2 separate regions of the Hermetia illucens genome follow, and region 1 is linked to region 2. Evidence: chromatin contacts called from public Hi-C data. All regions are on one chromosome and are shown on one strand. The core of a region is the stretch at or near the end of the contact, and the rest is flanking DNA. Distances in the headings are between cores, read along the strand shown.

What was found. A called contact is a pair of places that touch in the nucleus more often than the background predicts.
Region 1: a Hi-C map of an unstated tissue shows a contact between it and region 2, with 2.3 times the contacts expected there. The contact joins the promoter of LOC119655268 here to the promoter of LOC119654325 in region 2. A contact is called at or near these places in 2 of 2 Hi-C or Micro-C datasets (an unstated tissue and whole body).

What each region holds. Positions count from the first base shown.
Region 1 is chr4:173,028,851-173,035,062 of iHerIll2.2.curated.20191125, forward strand. LOC119655268 (NADH dehydrogenase [ubiquinone] 1 alpha subcomplex assembly factor 2) reads right to left here and starts at 3,785. Exons shown (of 2, transcript XM_038061081.1): 1 at 3,297-3,785; 2 at 2,963-3,242. The coding sequence starts at 3,541. The coding sequence ends at 3,038. LOC119655265 (serine/threonine-protein kinase 10) reads left to right here and starts at 3,993. Exons shown (of 13, transcript XM_038061066.1): 1 at 3,993-4,718. It overlaps LOC119655266 (poly(U)-binding-splicing factor half pint), which reads left to right. Exons shown (of 9, transcript XM_038061070.1): 6 at 63-352; 7 at 419-698; 8 at 753-845; 9 at 906-1,411. The coding sequence ends at 1,358.
Region 2 is chr4:172,835,126-172,842,190 of iHerIll2.2.curated.20191125, forward strand. LOC119654325 (activator of 90 kDa heat shock protein ATPase homolog 1) reads left to right here and starts at 1,647. Exons shown (of 4, transcript XM_038059653.1): 1 at 1,647-2,140; 2 at 2,260-2,881; 3 at 3,081-3,216; 4 at 3,274-3,723. The coding sequence starts at 1,993. The coding sequence ends at 3,408. LOC119654326 (60S ribosomal protein L18a) reads right to left here and starts at 1,432. Exons shown (of 2, transcript XM_038059654.1): 1 at 1,277-1,432; 2 at 261-846. The coding sequence starts at 1,294. The coding sequence ends at 331.

The DNA.
Region 1 (6,212 bases), core at 2,535-5,034, 200 kb after region 2:
GTACAGAAAAGTGCCACAAATATTCCGAATTTTCGTTGTAATCAAAATGTTTTCGTCAATAGGTGGGTCGACCAAGCAACATGCCCCAAGCTCAGCAAGTTATCGATGAGATACAAGAAGAAGCGAAAAATTACAACAGAATATATGTCTCATCCATACATCCAGACCTGACAGAAGAGGATATCAAAAGTGTGTTTGAAGCATTTGGACCGATTTTGTATTGTAAGTTGGCACAAGGTACATCACTGCATACACATAAAGGGTATGGTTTCATCGAATACGCGAACAAACAAGCAATGGACGAAGCTATTGCCAGTATGAATTTATTCGATTTAGGTGGCCAACTACTGAGGTAATTTTCAACCGAAATAGTCAAACATTAAAACAGCAATGTAAAGAAATATTGTTTTTCAAATAGGGTCGGTCGTGCTATTACACCACCGAACGCTCTGATGGGCCCCACGACAAATTCCTCAATGCCTACGGCGGCGGCAGTAGCAGCTGCTGCAGCAACAGCAAAGATTCAAGCAATGGATGCAGTTGCTAGTAATGCAGTTTTGGGTCTTTCTGCCGCAGCTCCAACGCTAGGAATACCATCAATCGCGAAAGTTCTTCCGTCAGTTGGGGCAACACCACTTGTTCCAGCGACACTACAAGCTTCAGGAATAGCCGTCCCAGCGGTGACACCGATATTAAACGTAAAAAATACTGTTTGAACAGCGAAAAAAGATAATAAAATTCGATTTTTACAGCCGCCCCAAATAATTACGCCGGTTCTGGGTACACAAAGCGCGATTGGAGTAACGGCAGCTGCACCTATAACAGTGACTCCCGCAGGAGTAGCGGTAAATGTTACAGCCTCTATAAATCAAACAGCGAATAATCCTGAGGATATTCTAAAAAAGGCGCATGAAAAGCAACAAGAAGAACTTCAAAAGAAACTTCTCGAAGAAGGAGAACCGCAAACGCTTCAACAACAGGAAAGTATGTCTATAAAGGGTCAGAGCGCCCGCCATTTAGTTATGCAACGATTAATGCGACCGCAAGAATCGAAAGTAATTATTCTGCGCAATATGGTGGGTCCAGAGGACGTGGATGAAACATTACAAGAAGAGATCCAAGACGAATGTGCAAAATTTGGAACTGTGGAACGGGTAATCATCTACAAGGAGAAACAATCAGAAAATGAGGAAGATGACGATGCTGATGTCATAGTAAAAATATTCGTTGAATTTTCAACAGCTGCAGAAGCGGAAAGGGGCCGCGAAGCTTTACATGGACGATTTTTTGGAGGCCGACGGGTAATTGCTGAATTATACGACCAAGCTTTATTTGACCACGGTGACTTATCCGGCTGAAATATGTACAAAAATCATTGATATAGTTATTAAAATGCTCATGTAAAAAATAATTAAGCGTGAAATTACTTTTCCTTTTTAAGGGTTCGTGAACACAAAATCTGGCAATTATTCCATTTCTTATTCTTTTTCTTCAGCGTTTGTCCCATTCACAAGCGCCTATCTGGGTGCAATCTCGAGGCCTTTAAATCCCCATCTAGTGTATCAAGCCACCGTTGCTTCGGCCTGCCCTTCGGCCTTTTACCATCGACTGCGATGTTCAGACAAATCTTTGCAAGTGACCATACCATCGAAGACACCTCACTCGCAATTTTTCCACAATTGGTGCAACTCCATAACGATCGCAGATATCTTCATTTCGGATGTGATCAAAATGTGTCACGTCACTATTCCAACGCAACATCTTCGCCTCCTGCATTCAACTTTTTATGAATTTGGCGGTTGCTAAATTTGCAGCAGCTCACTATAACAGACCTTTTGTTGATATTAATTTCTGTTAAGAAGCAACCATTCAGCATGGGAAAAATAATAGCAGTTTGGAGTTTGCTGACAGGCTTTACTACTGTTCTTCCTTTCATAGACTGAAATATTCGTATGAAGTTTGATCGTATTTGATAATAGAAGAAATAAAATCTAATTGTTTGAAAAAATGGGACGTGGTCCGCATCGTTCTCCCGAGAAGCAAGCTTTCACAAAGAGTGTAAAATATTAAAAGTCTTCTTTCCTGTTCACCTAAAATGATTGCATGTGCCATCAAATATAAGAAACAATTGAAATTCATCGAAAAGCTGTTGTTGCCGTTTGACGAAAAATGTATCGTCAGGTTTTTAAAGAAAAATCTGTCATTGCCTGCATCTTACATAAAAGAAAAAATGTTGGCTCCATGTTATAACTATATTCCAGTTTTAATCACACTTTGAATTTCACGTTTTGCCACAGTGGCTGCGGTGGTTATAAATGATGGGCCGACCTTGCATACTTTAAACGCGAAATGGAAGTAGAGGCGGTTTTTAAACACTGTAAATGTGAAATTTCTCAACTTTGAATTGCCATAACTTTTAAGAAATGAAAGTTCGACCCCTACATATGCATGCAGTCAAGCCATTGAATTGCTTATAAGCAGATTGTAAGGTAGGATCCATTTCTTAACAATTACACAAATTAATCCTGTTTGTTGCACCTAACACCGTTCAAATTATATTCAAGCCAACACATTTTATGAATGCAGGCGAACAGTGAATGGCAAGATTCTGTAGTGGAGGGGAGAAACCTATTGTGCTTCTACATGGAATGGGGGCTTCAAAGCAGTTGCAATATCTGTTCAAAGAATGTTAATAATAGGTTCCTTGCAAATTTGGGAAGTTTGCTAGGAAACCTCCCTTGAGTTTATTCTATGAAATAATTGTATTGCTTGAGGATTCACTGCAAATAAAAACCTTTAAATAAATGATTGATGCACAGCAGCGCTGCCAACCGTGCTGTATCCTTGCACTTTCTCTCCCCAATTTCCGATGAGGCCGACGGGGGGAGGCGGGGGGTCGATTTCTCCTAACTCGGAACTAGTTTTACTTTCTACGATCTGGGTAAGAAGGAAAACATTGGCCCTTGTTTATACTACTTTATTCATCCATTGTTGCTCAAGTGAATTAAATTACAATCTCTACAGGATAGTTTGATTGTTATGATTTAATTTTTGGATCCTTTCCTGGAATTTTCTCATATTCTTCATATTGAGGAAAAGATGCCAATCCTTTTTGCTCCCTTGGCAGCTCTTCCTGGCCGCTTGGTTTCCCGTACTTCTGTTCTAATTCAGCAGCGTTTCGTTTTTTCATTTCTATGATCTGTAAATTTCGGACTAATTCCTCGCGAGTAGGTGGATCGTTCCTGCAAATTAGGTCGAAAAATGTTCAAATGAAACACTAATACCGCTTTTATTACCTGCGTCCACGTAACCACGCCTCCCATTCAGCTGTGAGCTCTTGATCAAAAGCATTCTTTTCAGCGGGTTCGAACCAGCGCGAAGGCTTCCGTTTCCCAATTGACGGGTTCGCCGGTATTTCATAATACTTATTACCAAAATAATCTTCCCCAATATAATTGCCTCGAATTTGCCGGGGTTTCAGAGAGTTGATAAAATTTTGGAAGATAATTTTGATAATATCACGTTGTGGAGGCTTTTGCATGGTGAGGCAGGACAATTAACTAAATACGAGGACAGAAAATGACGGGTAATCCGAATGTAAACACAAGCTAACATATGATTTCTGCGCTTTAGGGCAAAATGTCATTCAGAAACGACGTCATATTTAGCCAAGTGTGGTCGAGTTTGCCTAATGGGAGAGTCGCTGATAGCAGTGCGTGAGATTCTACTTATATAGGCGCCACCACTTTTGGACCAGAGAATATCAAATCCCCCTTGTCTTTGGCACAATTTAGTGCACCGATAATTTAATCTTAACAACCAATGTTTGGGAATGATCATATAATTTAAATAAAACATTTGGAAATTGGTCAAATTTATTAATAGTGCTTCCAATCATTCTTATTCGAAATTTCATACAGAATGTATTTGAGAAACTGTCAGTTTTCCAATCTTCCAGTCGGGCTGATTCAGAGTTTATTCGAAAATTTTCGCAAGGTAGTCGTCAGTTGAGTGACTGATTGGAAACGTGTGTGACGTCAGTTTGCAGGCGTGGTGTCGGTGGTCCTATTCATTCGCTCGGTTTGTCACTAAAACGGCTGACTATTTGCAATCGCAAAGCAAGTGCCAGCACAATTTCCATTTCGGGATACACATTGCGATATCTCAATCGAATTTGGTAGAATATTTGTGGAAACTAACGAAGCTTCCACGAAATTGGAATTGCTTCGGCCGCTCGAATGGACGCGAAGAAGTGCAAGACAAACTGAGGTCGGTTTATCTTTGTCACCCATAATTTGCCAAGTGCCGTGGAAGTTTGTCCGGTACTCAACACTATTCGGATGAATTCACTTCTCCCTCACATCTTTATTAATTCGATCTGCGTGCATTTTACTCAAGGAGATTACTAACCGTTGCGCGGCCATAGCAGTAAAGAAAAGGCCGCGATTTCAAGGCAATGAAGTAATCCACCTAGCCTCAATCTAGTTTTACAGCCTGCCATTTTCCAAGTGTCAAAAGGCGACCAAGTGTACATTTGTGTTTGTGCGGCGTAGTGTCAAGTTGAAGTGAAAACAAGGAAATCGGAAATTCCACCAAATATTTGTTTTGGTGTGTAAAGTAACGAGTGCGATATGACTTTTCCAGTTGGATATTATTGGTTGAACGCTTCTGTATGAGCCAGCATATTCCCACTGAATCTATGGCGAGACATCAGCAAGGTAAGCAGCAACGAAACTAAAGTGAACTGCATTGTCCGCGGCAAAAGTGCCACACAAACAAAAAAAACTTCACTAAAAATATCAGAACTAGTTGTAAAATATTTGGATTGGCATGTTGCGAGGCTATTAGTGAAAACTTGGAAATTTGCCTTCGGCATAAATGGAACCTGCCGACAATGTTCCCATCGACAGGTGGACGTGTTAGTCATGTGAGACTAATGTTGTTTCACATCGAAGAGTCTCATATCAGTGCTGTGACTAGAATAGCCGCATTTTTCAGGTGTTTTTAACCAAATCGTCGAATATTTTTAACAAAACTAAAACTGGATTTACTGCTAAATGGATGCCTACACTCTATTCTTCTCTCTTTAACCTATATTCGACCTTCCTGCGCAATTACTGTAGTTATCTTGTTCTCACTCATATATTTCCCAGGCGCCATTTTATTTTCTTCGCAACTCTTCGAGGCGAGAATTTGCCTTACGAAAACTTTCTCAGGTTGCAATTGCAGCTTAGAGAGCCTCGTGTTCTTTGAGTGATCTCTGCTGCTTTGTGTGTCAACGATTTCCATTCCAAACAAATATCCGCCACTTCCATTTCCACTTTTTGGACTCATATTAACAGATGTGTCATAGCCAAGTAATATTACTTTATATTAAGAGGTTGCTAGGGATGTGAGCGATGATGACGTGAGGACTATTTCTATTATTTTAACGTTTGTTGCACCTATGCTAATTTCCTATAGGCATGTAGTTATATGCAAATGATAAGAGGAATAATAATACTTGTACGATGAATTGCTTCATATTTACCGAGTTTAGTTTTGGTTGTTCTACTATACGAGCAATTATTTGTATATTGAAAAGCAGTAAAAATCGGGCAACAAATTCAATCAATTGACAAGCTAAATTTTAATGTTAAAAAAGATATAGAATTCCAACAACCTTTTAGGTACCTTCGATTCGAATGAAGAAGATCCGCGGGCGAAAATCACCTCAGGTGACATGCCCACGGCTCTTGTTGCAAATAATTGCAACTTTTCCCGCAGCAGGAGCAGGACGAAAGAGAACCCCAACTGGCAGCTCAGCAGGACGTCTTCTCGATCCCTGATGTTACCGAAGAGGAACTTTGGGAAATCTGCAGACGTATTGGGGACAGCAAGGCTCCGGGATTGGACGGAATTCCGAACAGGGCTCTGAAGGTGGCAGTCAAGGCCAGACCAAGGTGGTTCGCAAGCACATTCGAATCGTGCATGGCGGAAGGAGTGTTTCCCGCCCAGTGGAAGAGGCAGAAACTGGTCTTGCTACCGAAGCCTCGAAAACCACCCGGCGTGCCCTCTTCATATCGCCCTATTTGTCTCTTAGACACCATGGGGAAGATGTTGGAGAGGGTGATATACAACAGGCTGCTCCCGTTCATCGAGCTTGAGGGTGGTCTTTCAGAGCGGCAATATAGGTTTCGGCGAGCCCGTTCTACGGTCGATGCAGTAGCAAA
Region 2 (7,065 bases), core at 397-2,896:
TTCCAAATTAGAAAAACTCTTGTACTTTGGTAATCCTTAGTTGCCGTTTTTCATTTTCATCCGCAAAGCCTTCAGCATTTCCGAAGCTAAATTCCTAGAACTATTTCCTAACCATCTTTAATTCACTTTAGCTTGGAAGGCGCCTTATTCCATACACTGGATGACCATTAGTTCAGGATTCTAATATCACCATGTCCACTTCTCCTTTCTTTTTTGAAACAAGGCGAAGAATTTGGGGTCTACAAACAAATAAACACACGTTTAGGAAATATCACTTTATTTCCACTGTACTTTCCTCCAGACTCATCAAAAATATTAACTCCTATCTCTTTACATGAAGTAGGTTCTTGGCTTCCTGAATGAGAACAGTTTCCTGTTGCCCTTGTGGTGGACGCGCTGTACCAATGGGAATCGGATCTTGGAATCGTGGAACTGCTTGACGTGCGGCCTCCTAGTTTTGCTGGCTGCCACTGATTCTACCTTGATAATTTGGATGGAATGCGCGCGCGCCCGATGTCTGGCGCCCATATCCCGGTAGCACTGTGTCACTGCTCCGCCCACCGTCAGATCACGGTACTCACGATACATGTTATGCGTACCTGATCGCGAGTCATAACGCAACCAGATGCCAAAGTTCTTGATTTTGATCGGTGAGCTTTCGTAGATGCGTTTCAAAGAAACGATTTCGCCGGTAGTCTTCTTGAACTTCTTCAGTTGTCGCAAGAAATACCAGAACCGTGACTTGGCCACAATGCTGTCGGGAGCAAAGATCCGCATTTTGTAGAGCGGAGTCTGTGGCTCCTTCTCGGTGGGCAATTTACGCCCAATAACTTCATATTCTTTCAACTGTAAAGAGAGAAAGAAACATTTAGACAAATGCGTGCAAATCTGATGGTGAGGAAAAACTGTATCCCGCAAATGTTGACAGATCTGATTGAGGTTATGACGCGAATTGAAGTTTCGTTCTCGATGGAATTACCGCTATTTCGCGAGGTTCTCAAGCATCCGCAACAAAAAACATTTCTGTGGAACCTCTATGCTCACGCTACTTATTTTACTTAATAGGGAACATTGAACACTTTTTCTGACATGTGCAAACAAAACATAAACTTTGCAGTAGACTCGTCGGGAGTGGCTTTAACGCGTTAGCCCACGTGAAACACTCGTCACTTTCACTTGATATCATTCAAATACAATATGCAGTGTTCATTTCACCGTCAAACGAAACTTCAATTCGCCCACAACTTGTAAAAATTCGGAAAATCTTAGACCGTACCAATCCCTTAGCTTTCATATTGGCTGCGTTTCACACGAAAAAGGAAGAGGAAGTGGAAGACATTTTCGCTTCTAAACTTCAAAAATCCAATGTTCGAAAACTATGTAAATCGTGCACTGAACTGTATTCCATGGCAATCTTTAGTTTTGATTCAAATATCATCTGCTATTGATCGCAACTCAATTTAGAAAAATGCTGAAAGTCAATAAAATTATCAAAAATGCGTCTGGCATCCTGACTCTTTAGTAAACCCAAAACTTTCTGAAAGTGACATTCAGTCAAGGCTGAAACCTTCAGTAAATTTTCGAACTTTGGATCTAATTCTCGAATGTTCGTTCTGCCTCTTTTCGACTCATATGTCTTATTTGAACTTCATTGAAATGTCAGAAGGTTGAAGCGACTGTCAAAATCAGGCTGGAACTCGTGTTGCTTTTGGAGTTTTTGTATAGAATTTTCTCGTATTTTCTCCGGTTCTACTAGGAGCAACATTCAAAGTTGCAGTGAAAGTTTGACGTTAAAGTGGATATTTCCGGCTACCTTCTTCCTTAGGAGAACGGGCGCTGTTATAATTGATCTTTGCAATTTCATTAAGAAGTGGTTGCTAGGAAATATTTGAACACTGGGAAGATTCGATCCGGGAAGGAAAAGTTCTTGGCAGTGTTTGCAGGTGATCCGTAATCCTCGCGTTAGCTGATAAGTAATAAGCACTTATAAGAATGGCTAAATGGGGAGAAGGCGATCCCAGATGGATAGTTGAGGAGCGACCAGACGCCACAAATGTGAATAATTGGCACTGGACAGAGAAGAATGCAACGCCTTGGTCCAAGGACCGATTGAAAACTCTCTTTAACGGGTTCCAAGTAGGTATGTTCAATAGCGGTGTGCTTTGATTTGCTGCCTGAGGGGCATATGTTTCAGTTAAACTGATACGTTCTCACTTCGTCTTGCTTGATTGTGCTTACCTTGAATATCTTTTTCAACAGCTGCGAACAACATCGAGTGCACAATTACAGAGATCGAGAAAATTGAAGGCGAGGCGACAGCAAACAATCGGAAAGGGAAGCTAATATTCTTCTATGAGTGGAATCTAGTTCTTAAGTGGTCCGGTTTCTTGCCAGGAAGTAAGGACGCACATACTGGCAAGGTGACGATCCCTAATTTGTCGGAAGAAAATGACCTCGACGACATCGAATTGACAATAACGATTGATGAATCGAACGACGACTCGGAAAAATTGAAGTTGTTCATGTACAACACTGGCCGTGGCGTGATTAGAGAGCAGTTAGGCAAGTATGTAAAAGAACTCAAGGAGGAATATTCAAAAGGTTTAATACTGCCAAAGAAGGATTCTGAGCAAAAGATCAAGCCAGATAGCGTGACCACAATAACAAGCGGTTTCAACCGGAAGATCGATATCGACTCAGAGCCAATAGTCAACAGTCAAGTCGCACAACCAATCGGTTGCAAGATTGATGTGAAAACGCTGAAACTGAAAGTAGACTTCCAGTGTCGAGCAAACGAATTATACGATGCCCTGACGAAAGTGGAGCTTGTCCAAGCTTTTACCCGCGGTCCAGTCAAGCTGGAGCCAACAAAGGGAGGAGAGTAGGTTTACCAAATAAATGCAGTGGAATCCTGATTATTTGTATTTTCAGCTAAGTCGTAAAAATTTGACGACCCCCAGAGTTAATTGTTATTTCGAACTCGCTATATTTAGTAATTGCGACCATACGAATTATCGGGATTGTACTGCAGATTGATTCGCCTCGTTTCCCAAAGGTTCTATAAAATTCATTTCTCCTAGATTCGTTTTATTTGGCGGAAATGTTCACGGGAAATTCGAAGAATTGGTTCCGAACACGAGAATCGCTCAACTGTGGCGACTGAAACAGTGGCCGGCTGGGCATTTTTCAAAAGTAGTATTAGACATCGAAGAAAAGGTAAGAATATTCATTTTAAAGTTGCATTGTAGACTTATGTGCATTGTTCTTCGGCAGGATGACCACACCGAATTACGACTCACTCAGAGTGGAGTACCTACCTCTGAAGCTAGTACAACGCAAAATAACTGGGAGCGCTACTACTGGAATAGCATTAAACAGACTTTTGGTTTTGGCTCATTTTTGGTGTGAGAGTGCGTAGAACATACTAAATCAGACCTTTAACCGAAACCATGTAACCATCATGTCCAACATTAGAATCGATAATAAAATATTGAATTATAACAGAAAAGAAGGAATCTGAGAAGAACACATCTACAAACAGTAGGAAGTTTATGGTCTGAAGATAATTTTCTCGAAAATCTATAAACGGGATAAATATTTCGGATACTTTCTCTGAATTCAATTGACGGAATCAGATTACTTAAAATTGTGCTTAGACTTCGCATATGTATTGAAAACAACAAGTGAAATAAGAAACAGAACGCTTATTCGATTTGAAGTCAATCACGCGTTTTACTGTAGGAGTCATCCCTGCAATGGTTGGTAGCCTCCAGCAGGCAAATAAAAACTCCATTGAGGTATGTGATTTCTACGTGTGATCTGTACATCTTTGCAGCCAGATTGTCTCTCTACGTTGTCAGAGAAATAATAGCTACTTTTCCAAGTTATCCTATTCACTCGAAAACCTGAAATCCCTCGTATCCTCAGTTCCACAGTTTGTTTATATACATACGTAATATAAAATCATCATCATCAACGGCTCAACAACCGGTATCCGGTCTAGGCCTGCCTTAATAAACTCCAGACATCCCGGTTTTGCGCCGAGGTCTACCAATTCGATATCCCTAAAGGCTGTCTGGCGTCCTGACCTACGCCATCGCTCCATCTTAGGCAGGGTCTGCCTCGTCTTCGTTTTCTACCAAAGATATTGCCCTTATAGACTTTCCGGGTGGGATCATCCTCATCCATACGGATTAAGTGACCCGCCCACCGTAACCTATTGAGCCGGATTTTATCCACAACCGGACGGCCATGGTATCGCTCATAGATTTCGTCATTGTGTAGGCTACGGAATCGCCCATCCTCATGTAGGGAGCCAAACATTCTTCGGAGGATTCTTCTCTCGAACGCGGCCAAGAGTTCGCAATTTTTCTTGCTAAGAACCCAAGTTTCCGAGGAATACATGAGGACTGGCAAGATCATAGTCTTGTACAGTAAGAGCTTTGACCCTATGGTGAAACGTTTCGAGCGGAACAGTCTTTGTAAGCTGAAATAGGATCTGTTGGCTGACATTATTTTCTCAGATTTTATTGATGTTATTGTGGGTATAAACTCGACATGAAAATTCGAAGCGACGCACTGGCGCTGGGTTGAGATGATTCTAAAGAAAAGGCTGAGGCAAGCCTTCAGAACGTCTTCGTAATGCTTCTTAGTTTTACCGTGCGGATGGGGAAACAAGACAGGGGTAAGTGCTGAAATCCCAGTCGTGATGAAAATCAAAAGCATTTAAACAAAGAAATGGGCAAACGGAATGCTAATCTATAATTGTATGAATCAGCACAGAATATAAGGCGCTTGTGTTACTCGGAAAGTTTTTCGTTGTCTTACATATTGTGAAGATCAATGCCCCAGAAAGAGTTTATCGATTCATCAGATTGAATATACTTTTATAATTATAAAGCAGTTTAGATAAGGTGAATGGTTGGGTTAAAGAATGATCAGATGTTCTCTGCGTAATTGAGATACTTGAGGAAAGATATCATTGCCCATTAAAGTTCTTCATGTCCTTTTGTTAAAATAACATGGTGTATCAGTCACAGAAAATTCGACGCTCTCTACGTGCCTTAAATTCGTCGGAAATAATAGCTTCGACAATGGCCTTAATTCTCTGGAATGCTTTTGCTGCGCAGATGACGCAATGACACGCAAAGTGATCTGGTCGGTACAATAGGATACAATTCGCGCTAACGAGAATTCACTTGCCAAGATTGGCCTGAAAATCAAAGTCGATGGTAAACGACCAAAAGGCAGGCCGAAACAACGGTGGCTTGATACGCTGGATGGGGATAGAGTCAAATGGCGACGAGCCAACCCAGCTTGTGAACGGGACAAAGGCTGAAGAAAAAGAAGATTGATACTGTTCTAATTATACTAGCTCTAACTCTTAGAATTAGCAGGGAGCGAAAAATATTTTTCTCCGGGATCTTGTGATTCATTTTTCCTCCCTGGGGAGGAAGGATGTCAGTCAGTCGTAGTTTTTATCAGAAGAGATCTGCAGTAATTATTGACGCTGCCATAAACATCGGCTTTACTTTCCGTCGAAGCTAAAATGCTTTTATTTTTGTTGATTACCGGATACGAATGAGAGCCCCGACGAAATGTTCGTTTCGCATCATAGTTTCGGATTGCGGATTTGAACCTTATTGTTAATTTTCTTGACTTACCCCCTGCAACTTCCTTCCTAATGCGTTATATGAAACACTAGAGACTTGTAATATAACAGCTGATATTTCACAGGAGCCGGTTCTCGGCCTTTTTTTATAGAACATTATGTATGATAGTATCTGCCTGTATTTAGCATCCATATAGTAGCACATATTAGTATCTTGTGGATGCTTAGTTTGACATTTTGTTGTTGGCCTTTCTTGATTTCATAATAGGCAAATCCGTGTGAAATGAGTTATGATTTGTCATCGAATTCCGTAATGTTCATTGCCATCCTTAGTTACAAGGATCCCTAGGTAAGCGAATTGATTTACCTGACCAAAATTGTATTCGTTAACCATCATGGGATAGCTTTTCACATGTGAGTCATGTATTTGATACTTCATATGTTATTGACTCCTACTCTTCTATCACCTTCTTCGCACGGCGTATTGATCAGGTCGCATTATCCACGGTTGTGTTGATTTGATCGCCAGCATATCTTTGAGCACCAGCTTGTTTGGATCCTGATGCATTGTGTTGTTTGTTGCCAGTCAGACTAGGGATTTATTTCGGCCATTATGCTATAAAGCCGGGAACGGTCAGTATTTTCGTAAGCTTGATAAAAATCATCATTCTTCAAGAACCTATTTTAATGAAATTAATTGAACCGTGATGTGGTCACATCTCAAAATTAATGATAACATCAAATTCTTTAAACTGGACATATAGTGCTTTTCTACCAGTCATTAGTTATCTGTTCTGTTGTACATAGTTGTATAATTTCGATTGGAGCCCTCTGTTTCACTGATAATTTCCGGAAGCTTCATTTAAATATATACTATATATTACTGCCTCTAATTCACTATTATTCGGGGTTTTGGATACATAGTCTCCATTTAGATCTTCTATATCGTCGTTTGCGTAGACAGTAACCTCACATTGGATGCTTTCGCTATAGTTAATTTTTGATAGCGAAGTACTTTTCGAAGGTGGTGTTCACCGTCCTCACTTCATCAAACTGAGAACAATGAGTTCAATGGTGTTAACCTCTAGTCTTCAATCCATAGTTGGATGAGAAGAAGCACATGTTATCTCGGTATCACAGTGTTTGACGAAAGATAATGAGTACCACCGTGTTCTTTAAGCAAGGCAGGAGGAAGAAGGTCAGGTCATGCTCACGAGGAGGATTATAGAATACAGCCTTGATAGAATTTACGTTGAATTTGAAATTTTTAGGATGCAGCACATAACGATTTGCACTACCTTTTACGATGACATTGTGCAAACCACTTTGTCAAAATTTTGGTATTTTAATCCATCATGCTCACACTTCTTACGTTTCCTGCCAGGTTTCATAATGCTATTTAGGGATTCTTTTCGCGAACGCGGTTACGAGTTTAGAATTACAACGACGTTTCG